Regions from separate parts of the Pan troglodytes genome. Here region 1 is linked to region 2. A link is a contact called in public Hi-C data. All regions are on one chromosome and are shown on one strand. Each heading gives the region's core, a stretch centred on a gene start, on an enhancer-like site or on the middle of the called end of the contact. The rest is flanking DNA. Distances are from core to core; before and after follow the strand shown. Region 1 overlaps LOC134809888 (a long non-coding RNA gene). Region 2 holds the start of RASL11B (RAS like family 11 member B).

What was found. A called contact is a pair of places that touch in the nucleus more often than the background predicts.
Region 1: a contact with region 2 is called in a Hi-C map of induced pluripotent stem cells, with 1.5 times the contacts expected there. The contact joins the enhancer-like site here to the promoter of RASL11B in region 2. A contact is called at or near these places in 1 of 7 Hi-C or Micro-C datasets (induced pluripotent stem cells) and 1 of 1 datasets of contacts at active chromatin or transcription factors (stem cell-derived excitatory neurons).

What each region holds. Positions count from the first base shown.
Region 1 is chr3:77,278,608-77,285,246 of NHGRI_mPanTro3-v2.0_pri, reverse strand. All of the region lies in intron 1 of LOC134809888 (a long non-coding RNA gene), which reads right to left. Among named protein-coding and RNA genes, the nearest start is that of USP46, 73 kb to the right of the region's middle. Within about 2 kb of position 5,321, at least 2 of the 24 cell types and tissues checked have an H3K27ac peak or open chromatin away from gene starts, as enhancers often do. A contact at or near this core is called in induced pluripotent stem cells, where this site is marked.
Region 2 is chr3:77,007,743-77,013,764 of NHGRI_mPanTro3-v2.0_pri, reverse strand. It overlaps RASL11B (RAS like family 11 member B), which reads left to right and starts at 3,250. Exons shown (of 4, transcript XM_001139797.6): 1 at 3,250-3,636; 2 at 4,254-4,310; 3 at 5,464-5,540. The coding sequence starts at 3,495.

The DNA.
Region 1 (6,639 bases), core at 4,072-6,571, 270 kb before region 2:
GCTTCATGATTTTACTTGGGGCTGACTCGAACCCACCCCCTTTATGCTATGGGATGGAGGGGAAAGAAGGAAGGGAGGTGGGAATGCAAGGTCCCAGGCAGAACAAGAGGCCACTTTGCCCTTTTTTCCATCCTCCTACCAACAACAGTGCTAACTTAATGAAATTTAGTTAAAATGAGTTCAACACCACTCTAAAGGGGAAAATAAGCCAAAAAAGGGCAGCAGGAAAGGCTGAAAAACGTTTGGGGTGAGGAAATAAACGAGGCCTTACTTCTTCAACACCAGATTAGTGGTTTTCAAACTATGTTCTACGGACCTCTGCTTCAGGGGTTCCACAAATGTTTTCATTAGAGTTTCACTTTTAAAATATAACTTGGCTTAATAACCAACAGATACACTCAACTGTGTTATAAATCAAATTTGAACTCCTTGGAGACTCTAACCGAGGTAATCTGAGAGGTTAACTTATTTTAATGAGAAATCATAAAAATAAAAGTTTCCCCACTATTTTGGTTTTATTGAAAAGGTCTTGGAGATTGCAAGGCAGTTGTTTAAAAAACAAAATGAAACACAATATGCAACCATGTATCAGTGCAAACTTGAATTTCCATAATTCCATGTGAGTGAAATAAAAGTTCAGATGTAAATTGGGTGCTAAGACCAATAAAAGAATACTATTGTCATTGACAATCCTTGGTTTCAAAATTTCATGTTCCTCAGATAATTGCATTGTTCTCATTCTAAAAAGAATTTATAAAAGGAATGTATACTAATAAAATGCCACATAAAACACCATATATACACAAGTGGTCAACAGATATATGAAAAGATGCTTAACATTACTAAGCATCAGACAAATGCAAGTCAAAATCACAATGAAACATCACTTCATGCCTGTCAGGGTGGTTATTTCCAAAAAGTTGAAAGATAAGTGTTGGCAAGGATGTGGAGAAAAGGGAACCTGCTATGGTTTGAATGTGTCCCCAAAAAAGCACGTATTAGTAATTTAACCCGCAATGCATCAGTGTTGGGAGGTGAGGCCTAATGGAAGGTGTTTAGGTCACGAGGGCTCCACCCTCATGAATGGATTAATGCAAATAATAAAGTGCTTGAGGCCGTGATTTTGACCTCTTGTTCCCTCTTGCTTGCACTCTCTTCCCCTTCCATCTTCCACTGTGGAAGCACAGCACTAAAGTCCAGGCCCAGAGGTGGACCCCTTGATCTTGGACCTCCCATACTTCAGAACTATAAGAAGTGAACCTCGGTTCTTTACAGATTACCCAGTCTCAGCTATTTTGTTATAAGCAGCACAAAATGGACTAAGATGGAACCCTTGTATACTGTTGGGGGGAATGTACATTGGTACAGCCATTATACAGAAAAAAGTGTGGAGGTTCCTCAAAAAATTAAAAACAGAAATACCATATGATCCAGCAGTCCCACTATTGGGTATATATCCAAAGGATATAAATTCGGTAACTTCCAAGACATATCTGCATTACCATTTCATTGCAGCATTATTTACCGTAGCCAAGATGCAAAACATCCTAAGTGCCCATTGACAGATGAATGGATAAATACATGTCATATATATATATGGTATATATATATATATATATATAGTATATATATATATATATATATATATATACCATGAAATATTATTCAGCCTTCAAAAAGGAGGAAATCCTGTCATTTGCAAGAACATGAATGAATCTGGAGGACATTATGCTAAGTGAAGTAAGCAAGACATGAAAAGGCAAATACTGCATGATATCACTTATATATGGAATCTAAAAAACTGGAACTCATAAAAACAGAGTAGAATGGTGGTTACTAGGGCTAGAGAAGGAGAAAATGAGGAGGTATTAGTTAAAGGTTACAAATTTCAGTTTAAGATGAGTAAATTCTGATAATCTAATATATATATAGCATGGTGACATAGTTAATAATAATGGATTACATACATGAAATTTGCTAAGAGGGATCTTAAATGTTCTCATCACACATATACAAAAGAGTATTTGCTAATTAACTTAACTGTAGTCGTCTCACAATGTACACATATGCCAAACCTTCCTGTTGTACACTTTAAATATATACAATACTTATTTGCCAATCGTACCTCAATAAAGCTGAGGGAAAAAATGCCATATACACACAGTTAGGTTTTACATTAGATTTTATTTTTCAAAAAGGTTGTGCTACTGAAACAAGGGCTTGAAAACAGCCCTAGATCATTTGGGTGATGGACTGGAAAGGGTGAAATTCTATATATAAGACCCTCTGGTTTCTGCTCTACCTCCTGATTGCTAAGACCAGCTCTTTCTCTTTCCTTGCCCTAAACCCTGCAGCTCAGGCCTCCACATGCTTCTTTGAGCAGGCACCAGGGAGAGATGGAGATTTCAAGAGCTACAGTTGAGCTTGCATTCCCTTTCTCCTGCAAGCACCCACCACACAGAACAGTGACTCTGCTTCTACTCTGGGCAACCGTCACCAGTCCCTCCTTTCTTGCTTTAGGTAAAACCAACTTGGAAAGTGATGCAAGTAAGTCTTGATAAGATCTCAGGGCTTCTGTTTCCTCATCTTGACTTTGGAAAGTTTGAACTGTTTTCCAGGAACTCTCTTTCCGCTCTAGCATTCTTTGATTTAACACATTGATCAGTAAAATCTTCTAATGACATGCCACAAGAGAAAACATCAACAGGAAAGGGGCAAGACAAACAGAAATTTTGAGTCTGGCCCCATCCTTTTGGGATAATTCCAGAAAAGTAAGGGGTAGATGGAAAAGTGAAAACCTAGAAGGCATGTAAAACAGCTGTGAGAGGTAGAAGTTGTCACTTTTGCATATATATATTCATAGAACTATATTCTATAATCTGTATTAGTTATGAAGTGCTATTGTTTCGTTACAATTTTCCAAATAAATGTGGTTACTTCCTTATACTGCAGCTTCAGTCTCATTATTTTTTATATTATTTAGCCACTGTAAAAGTTAAGGCCATTTCAACAATTAAACCTCTGCATCACAAAAATGTTTTTGCATTTATGCTAATGATTATGTTACTTCAAGTTAGAGGAATGACAAAATACATGGAAAATCCCTTAGAGTTGGCTGTCAATCTAAACCACATCAACACCTTATACATTTGTCCTTTATGGGTTTAGAGATCCTGAATAGTTGAAGGCTTGTTCGTTTGGTAACTTTCCAGTACCATCTGAAAATTCCAGCAGTCTGAAACAAGACTGGCTATAATTAACGGTTGAAGCTGAGTCGTGGGTTCACAGAGGTTGTGTTCTATTCTACTTTTGTAGGTTTAAAATTCCCCATGATAAAGTTTTAAAAATAAACTATATCTACTTTCCCAGAAATCTATTTTAAAATACATTCTATCAGGCAGCTTTCTTTAAATGTTAGTGTGACAGAAGTCACTCACTCACCAGCCATGCCTAAGAATGCATGAAATCTCTGTTCCCTTCAGCTCTGCTTTACCATTTTTCTTTATTGAATATTCTCCCTACACTTCCATCATTCACTTATTCACAACACTTGTTCTCAGAATGTCACTGTAGACTTTTTATTTTTTTGAGACAGGGTCTTGCTCTGTCACCCAGGCTGGAGTGCCGGGGCACAATCATGGCTCACTGCAGCCTCTACCTCCCCAGGCTGAGGTGATCCTCCCACCTCAGCCTTCCAAATAGCTGGAACTTCAGGTGCATGCCAGGAAGCCTGGCTACTTTTTCTAATTTTTGTAGAGATGGAGGTTTAACCATGTTGCCCAGGCTGGTCTCAAACTCCTGGGCTTAAGCGATCTGCCTGCCTTGGCCTCCCAAAGTCCTGGGATTGCAGGTGTGAGCCACCATGCCCAGCCGACTTTCTGTCCAATACTTCATTCCTCCATATATGTAAATGGAGAAGAGAAAAAAATCCTGTACCTAATGTAATTAAAGTTCTATTATGTAGCTTATAGTCTGGGGTCAGCAGACATAATTACAAATAAATGCCTCTAGCAAAATTAAAGCAGGAAAGCTTCAAAATGCAAAACTATTTTCCAGAAATTCTAAAACAGTAAATGAGTTCCTATCCCATATCACTTTTTCTAACACCATAAATGAGTCCCTATCCCATATCACTTTTGAGAGGTCTCACAGTTTTTGCCTACAAAAATCAAAACTTACAAAAAATTGTAACCAAAACTTGAATAGCAGAAACAAAATAGGATATTTGCTCTCAGGTAGGGGAGGACTATAAGGATTAAAATTATGCTTTGCCACTTCAGTTGGCTTGCCATGAGGCTCTTTTCTTGTACCTCCGAAAATCAGAAAGTGGCTTTCAGATCTTTTATTTAAACCCTGACATCGATTTCTCAAATATTCCATTTTCTTTCCTTTCTTCTTCTTCTTTGTTCTTCCGTGAAAAGAAAATTTCAGGACCTTCCCTATTTATTATGCCAAGGGCAAAAGTTAAGCCCTGGAAACTGAGTCACAGTTGTTTTTCTTCTCTGGTGAATGACCGTTGCTTCTTGACCTTTGTCTTGAGATGTTATACATTAACGAGACTCCCTAATCTTTATTCAAACCTAAGCTAAATGAGATGGAGACCCTCATGATTTTCACCTCTTTACAACTGGATGTTAAGTAATCCTTTGGAGTGTAATCAATAGTAGCCAATCAAATCCTATATCTGTGTTAGCCTTTGTATGGAGAATGTTGTGATTCTGTTCTACACCTGTTTTTGCCTATATAAATAATCTTCACTTATCCCCACACCGAGAGCACTAATAATCATTCTCTGGTATCCGAGTGTGCCTGGACAGCTACCCTCAATCTTTGCACTTAAACTCTTTTAATTGGATCCTGACTCCTTTATTTTAGGTTGACCCTTCCTTTCCCGCGTTGTAATATTAAAAAGCTAAATAGGAGTAAGAATCACCTCTCTTCTTCTTAGATTTCTCCACGTTAGCCCCACACCCCCTTGTCACGCATTTGTTTTAACTCAACAACCCTTTCTAGGCACCAGCTTCAGAGAGGGACAGGACACTGTCTTCATGGAGCCCGTCTTCTTCTCTCTTTTCATGATCTCTTGTTCCATTGCCCCGTCTTGCAGAAAGGTAAGGGCTTGTTTAACTTCAGCCTTGGTTTGGATTCAAGATCACTGTTGTCACATTTGGGAGTGTTTTTTTAAAAAAGACAAAACACATAGACAAGTAATGCAAACAAAGTAAGAGCAAGACTTGTGCAGCAGCTCTTTTGAGGACAATCAGGAGGTGTCTGGGGGGCCCTTCCCACTAGAGGGCACTGGACCCTGTCCCTGCATCTTCAGTCGTCTCTACTGCCACATGCCCTGTCCACACCAGGATGACCCCTCCCCACCCCAGCCCTATGACTCTGGAAAGCTCTTCAGCACACATAACAGGATCCAGACAGAACTTGGACCTTCTCTGTTGGAGCAAATTGGAATTCCTGAAATTGACTGAACCCTCCATACAGAGGGAGCTCAGTCTGCATCTCCTCGGTTTAAGGCCCTGCCTCAAATAGGGGTTCTGATCCCTCAGGAAAGCAAGGGCTCGAGACACAGACACACCTGAGCCTGAGGGACTCTAAGGGGAGGTGTGGAGGTGCCAGAAACTATGAACAATGAGCAAAGCATGTCAGTTGTACCAGGGCATGCCCACCATCACACTACATGCTTTCCAGCATTTCTATTTATTACAAAACTGCTTTGACCTTGTTTTACAGGTTAGGAAAAACAGAAGTCCAGATTTCTCCAGTTACTTGTAAGAAGCCTTCTTTGGTGTCTGGGCCAAAACCACCAACCCCGTGGGCAGGACGAGTTGCTGCAGATCAATGAGGTGCCAGCACACCAGTAGCCATCCTGTTTGTGTGTATGACGCTCCTTTCCCCCTTGCCCTCATGAGAACAGCAGACCTCAGGAAATGACTTCTCAGTCTAGCACTTTCCAGCCAGACCATTAGGAAAACAACTGTGGTTGAACAAATGCTCAGTGCATTGGGAGACCACACACTGGGGGACTGTGGGGCATCTCAGTAAGCAGCTGTCAGAAAGAACTTTGAGGATGGAGGCCTTGCTTAGGTCATTCGTGGGAGTGTTCCACGAATAGGGGTGTGCTTTGGATTGGGTGTTGTCAGGAAGTGGGGGAGATTATCTGATTGAGATGGTAGTAAATCTCATGTAGCACAGATGAGAGCAAAGCTAGAATGGGAACTGGTGAAGGGCAGCAGGCACTCAGATGAAGAGTTTGTGATTTCGTGGTTTACATAGTGACCTTGTGTTTGTCTATGCTGGGATGAAATTATTAAGTGGTCTTGTTTTTTGTCTAACTTCATCACAGTCACGGCATGACCTTGTCTGAGGGTGGTGTTCTGTGCGATTTACGTGGAACAAGAAACACCACAGCCCAGTGATGAACGCCAGGATGCCTCCTGACAACATCAGAGGGCGGCTGTCTCAGGCTAGCCCCTGGCTGTCAGGGGATGCTTGTTTTTCTCATGTCTTCAGCATCATCTTTCATGCCTAGGAAATGTTAGGAAATGTTGTGGGGAATAAACAGAACAGTAGAGCCTAGTATCCCAGAACTACTTATGATTTAAGTAGCTAATATTATATACTTTCTATTGT
Region 2 (6,022 bases), core at 2,001-4,500:
ATTCACTTATGCTTTCATTTATAATCCACAACTATTTACTGAGCACCTACTGGCAAGTGCTATTCTCTTGCGAACTAACCCATCTTGCCCCCTCCTAACTCCCTGCTCCATACTCCCATGTACATGCACACACATACATGCACACTGTACACAACACACAAACTTCTCAACTACTTCACCACTCCCTCCTTGACTGCCACAACCCAGGTTTTTAGTCCTAGTTTGTGCTTCTGTAATTCCTGAATTTTCCCTATCAAAGCGTTTTCTCACACTGTATTGAAATTGCTCATTCACTTCAGTCTCTCATGCTAAATGTAGCTGCAGGGATGGCAAAGGTTGCATTTCTTATTTGCCACTGTAGACTCAATACCTAGCATAATGCCTGGTATACACATAGCCCAGACATCCAATAAATATTTATTGAATTCATATTCTGGCATTCTAAGGGCTTCCAGGGACTGAGTTGTCTGGACTAAACCTCTTAAGATCAAAGGAAGTGCTAGAAACTCCAGATGCTGAGGTAAAATTGAACCTTGGCAAAATACTTCTTTCTTTTCTTCCCAAACCCCTCCTCATGTTTCAATTCCCCATCCTCATCTCTTTTAGCTTGACAAAAAAAAAAAAAAAAGGCTCTGTCCCTTGCAGGATATGTAACTTTGGAAGAGTTTTTTAACCCGAGACTTTGCTTTCTCACTTGTAAAATGGAAGCGTAGTGAATTACAGATGGCCACACATTCTTTGACACCATTCCCATTTAAAGATAGGATCGATGTTCCTGCCCCTTGATCTTTAATCTGGGTGGGCTCTGTGACACTTGACCAATAGAACAGAGCAGAAGTGATGCGGTGACAATTTCCAAGTGTAGGTCTTAAGAGACTAGCAGCTTCTACTTGGTTTCTTAGAATGCTCACTCAAAGGGAAGCCTGTCACCATGTTGTGAGAGAGCCTGAGCTAGTCCCAGCTGTTCTGCCCATTCCAGCTGACACACAGACATATGAACGAAGATAGCATCTTGGATGTCCAGCCTAGTTGAGCCTTCAGATGATAGCAGCCCCAGCTGCCATCTGACTGCAACAACATGAGAGAGCCTAGGTAAGCACTCCCCAGCTAAGCCTAGTCAACACACAGAACTGCGAGCCACTAAAGTTTGGGGTGGTTTACTAAGCAGCAATAGATAACGGCAACTAGAAGTAATGGTAATACCTACCTCATAGGACTGTTATGAAGGTAAAATGAGATTTTTAAATGCAAAACCCCTGTGTACAACCTAGAATGAAACAAGCGCTCATTATGTATCGTCACTTCTCCTGCCTTGCCTCCTTCCTCTTTTTAACTCTATGAATGTCCCAGAAGGAGAGGTAGGTGGAGTGGAGATGGGCTATATGCTAGGTATTTGGAATTTGAATAGCTCTCTTTTCTTTTTTACATCTTTCTCTTGCTTCTCTCTTTTCTGTGTTCTTTAAAGCATAGCCAGATCATTTAGATCTAAAATAAGAACACCAAATCAAGCCTTTGCGTTGCAGACAGAAAAATCACAGGTTTTGTATGGGCTTATGGTAATGAAAATCAAGCCCAAGAAACTAAATGATTCAAAGCAAAATTCCCCTTGACAGCTTTTGTCATGTCTCTCTCTCTCTCTGTGTGTGTGTGTATGTGTGTGTGTGTATGTTAAACTAGTACTTTAGCCTACATCATTATTTTACCATGTAAGCATGATAGAATAGCAGGCTTTTTGGAGGGGAAAGATTTTAAAAGTACATGGTTACCTGTAATTACAGTCTTGCAAAGTTTGATTTTATATAAGTGACATTCAAGTCTGATTTAAACCATGCAGAAAGACATGGTGCATATTGGAAATGCTTTTTCTTTCTGACTCAAATGGCTGTTTCGCTCTAGTGATCTCCCTAGAAGTCAGCCTTTTATTATGTTTATTGTAAGGTTGTGTGTCTTTCTAATTACGTGGCCCATCCTAGAAAACTTGCTACCTTGAGATTACCTTTCTATTTCTCCTTGCATTCCTGCAAACACCTAAACCTCTGTAGACAAGAGGTTCATCTCAGAGTCTGAACTGGCTGAGGATCATAAAATTCTGTCAAATACCTGGTCAATTAAGTTCTGGCTGGAAGAGGGGGTCAAATTAGATGACTGACATGTGCGGATAAGGGCACTGGTTTATTTCACATTTTAGCCTTTAATGTGGGTGGGTACACAAAGCCACAGAGTTTGTTGCCATACCCCAACATAAAAGCCTCTGGGACAAGGTTGAAAGGGTAGCGGGGAGAGGGCCTTGGATGGCGGATGGGGTGGTTAACCCGCGACTCTGGTGACATCTTGCCATCAGCTGCAGCTACACAATGTTGCTCGCAGGAGGAATTTGGCCTGCCGTTGAAGATGTGTTTCTCAGATGAGACTGTAAGGGGCCGGAGCTTGGGATTTTAGGAGTGCAGGGCCCACCTCTTCCTTGGCATCAAGCCACTTAACTAAACTCTTGCGGTGTCTTATGACCAGGGACGAAGTGCGGGGCCCCTTCAGACGTCGCAGCTGGGGTAACTGTTTTCTTTCCATTTCACAGCTCTTGGAGGAGGTGTGACTGAGTGAGGCGCTGGAAAGCTTGTTCTATAATTACTTCTTGATCCGCTTCTAGGCGTGCTGTGCATGCGTCCGACCATGTGTGTTCGCGTTAGCTTGCGCCGTCGACAAGAGCCAGAGAACGTGGGTCTAGGATAAAACGTGGATGATATTTTTGCTTCAAATGTCACATTTTACGGGGGTCTAAAGGTCTTAGGCTGGAGTCTTTGCGGATGATTGCCAACTGTAGCCGAATCTATGAGCTGGGATGTACCCAAGCCAGTGCAATCGCTCCAAATCAGGGCGTGCGGCACTAAGCCGGGCAGCAAACACCGCTCCCGGCCCGCCCAGAGCAGGCGCCCTAGGTGGGAGCTGCAGCGAGTGCGCGCGTGGGCTGTGGAGCCGGCGGAGGCAGCGGTCCGGAATGGCTCTGTGGAGGCTGCGCTCTCTTCCCGGCCCCGCAGCCACAGCATCTGCCCCATGCTCGCGCGGCAGGACCTACCAGGCGCCCACCTTGGGCTGCGCCGCTTCGGACCACCCGCTGCCTCCCTCCGCCAGCTGCCTTTTCTCCCCGCGCCTCACGGGGCTCGGCACTGACTCCAGGCGCCTCCGGGGGCGTCGCGCGCGCGGAGCGGCGCCGGGGGCGGGGCCTCGTGTAGGGCGCCCCGGGATTGGCTGTGGGGAGAGGGGGCGGGGCCTGCCGCGGAGAAAACAGCCTGCGCGCCGCGCGAGTGCAGTCTGGGTCTGGAGCCTGAGCCCTGCGGAACCTCGGCGCCCGGCCCCACCCCGCCCGTACCTGCACTTGTTTATTGTTGTTATTTCTTACCGCGGAGCCCCGCAGTCGGGTCCTCCCGCCCGCTCCCGCGCAGCGCTAGCATTCTCCAGTCCCTCAGTCCCTTCCCGCGCGGTGCGCCGCAGCCGAGGCGATGCGCCTCATTCAGAACATGTGCACCATCGCCGAGTACCCCGCGCCGGGCAACGCCGCGGCCTCCGACTGCTATGTGGGCGCCGCCGGCCGCCGCCTGGTCAAGATCGCCGTGGTGGGCGCCAGCGGCGTGGGCAAGACCGGTGAGTCGTCGCGCTTAGCCCTGGGTCTGGTCGTGGACGACCCCTGACGGGAGTTGAGGCTGAACAAGGCGTGGGGAGCGGTGGGAGCTGCAGCCCGACCGCTCTCCGTCCCCGCGCAGGGAGCCGCTGCCCCTTGGGAGTGGGCTTAGCCGTTGTCTACGCCACCCGCCTGCTTCCACAGACGGGGGAAACAGGGATCAAGAATGGCCAGGCAGCTTTCTGGGGACCACCGGCACCGCCGCCATCAGAACTTTGGGGTGTTTGAGCCTCTGGCAATGCCTGGCACAGAAAGGGGAGTTAGTGAAGCTAGCCGCCCTGGGAGGTCTTGAAGGTTAGGAAGACGTGGGTCTACTGGAAGGCTTAGGTGTGGCTCAGCCGGGCTCAGAGGAGGGGGTGGGCCCAGTGAGCCTTCCAGCTGCACAGAGCCAGAATTCACGATGCCTTCTAGCCCCCTCCTTTTTGTCTGGAAGAAGGGTCAAGGAGCTACAGGGTAGGAATTTCACTTGGTGGCCATCTATGGCTTTCTTTGGGAGAACTGTTTTCCAGGCAGGGGGTGGGGTGGAGAACAATCTAACTTCCAAGGTTAACACTTTGACGTTCTTTTTTCTGACCTGCAGCACTGGTGGTCCGGTTCCTCACCAAACGATTCATCGGTGACTATGAAAGAAATGCAGGTGAGACAATGCATTTGAGAAAAATTCTGTCCCATTGCAGGAGGACTGCGGTTCCCATTTTCCAGCGCTTCCCAGGGAGGTTCTTTCAGTGACAGTCCGAGCCTGAGGATCCCGCCACTTAAAACTTTCCCCAGTCCCCAGCCCTCCATGGCGCCCCCCTCCCATAACTACCATCTGGCCTCATTCCATTCCAAGCCCATTCATCATTTTATCAAGTGCCTGAAAGTATTCCCCTTGGTATGTTTTAACTATAGTGACCCCAGTTGGAAGCACCCTTTGTAGTCAAGAACCTCTCCCTTCAAAACACTCCTGCAAAAGTCGTAAAAAAAAAAAAAAGGAGTCCCCAGCTCCTTCCCCCACCCCTCTCCTTCTCTGCTGGCTGCCTTTCAGAGGTGACCTTTTAAAGCAAAGGCCAAAGGAGAGCAGTTGTAAACCTAAAGTTCCTCCTTCTTAACAAAGACAAACAACTGGATGGTAGAATTTTAGGAGGAGAATTCCCGAATAAATGAGAGGACACATTTTTCAATCCTTATGATTAAGAATAGCCACTGGGGAGGCTTAAGAGCTTTCTGCCTATGCTCTGTTAGCAAATTGCTTAACTCTGTAGACCATATGAGTACCTAGAGGGGATTATTTGAAATGAGCTGTATAAGCTATCCCAAGATAAGACATGGCAGCCTTCTGATTTGATGTAGAGTTGATTGTAATTATGTCACATTTTTATTCCAACTGATAACATTGACTGTGTGTTTACTAACAGTATTTGTCTAGCAAGCCATTATATCTAACGGCCAAAATACAAAGTTACAGTCAAAGAATGAATCAAGTACTCAAGAAAACAAAAACCTCACATAGGCTGAGCAAGATAATTTGCATCAAGGGAGTACTCTAAAAATGGAAACTTTGTTTAAAATTAGATAAATAAGTTTTCAAAAACTTGCAAACTTTGCCCTGGTTTTAATAAATCTAACATAGGGTTAAAATTGCTGTTGTTTTTTAAAAAAAATCTGAAGTAAGCCCACTAAATAGAAATAAACTATAGCTGTTTTGTGTGCATTTATGTATTGTGCATTTTTTTTCTAGCTTAAAACTCACAATGTTTTAAAAGTTGTACAAGAAGGAAGAACATAATCTCTTTTATTTGCCTTCATAGGTAATCTCTATACTAGACAAGTTCAGATAGAAGGTGAAACCCTGGCTCTTCAGGTTCAAGACACTCCAGGTATTCAGGTGAGGAGCTCTGAGACTCTGGGTGAAAGGGGAACCTACTTGGCTGTGGAATCATTCACTTTTTCTCAAAGTTCCTCATGCTGCAGGATCAGAGAAATTTGGGGAGTCACATCTAGACTTTTACATGTCTGACAATTCAATTGTATCTGGCTGTTGGTCAGTCTTAGCATGGTTTAGTTTGGGAGATTTGGCTAGGGGGCAGAAATCTTCTTTTAGAAGGATTCAACACAGCCGGAAAGCCCAAACCAAATGCAGTTGGAATTGGTGTTTTCCTTGCTGTGGTTTAAAAGTCCAGTTTTAATATGTGTGTCTTTGGCATGAAAAACCAAGCTTCTGGGTATAGTCTGCAAATACTTGGAATCGCTTTTGTACTGGAAAGTTGCTCTATAGACAAAAGCGCCATGCTAGGGTTTTTCCCCCCCGCCTCCTGAACTGGGCAGTTATCCAGGTTTAAATGCTTCCAGCTCCTATCTTTACTTCCC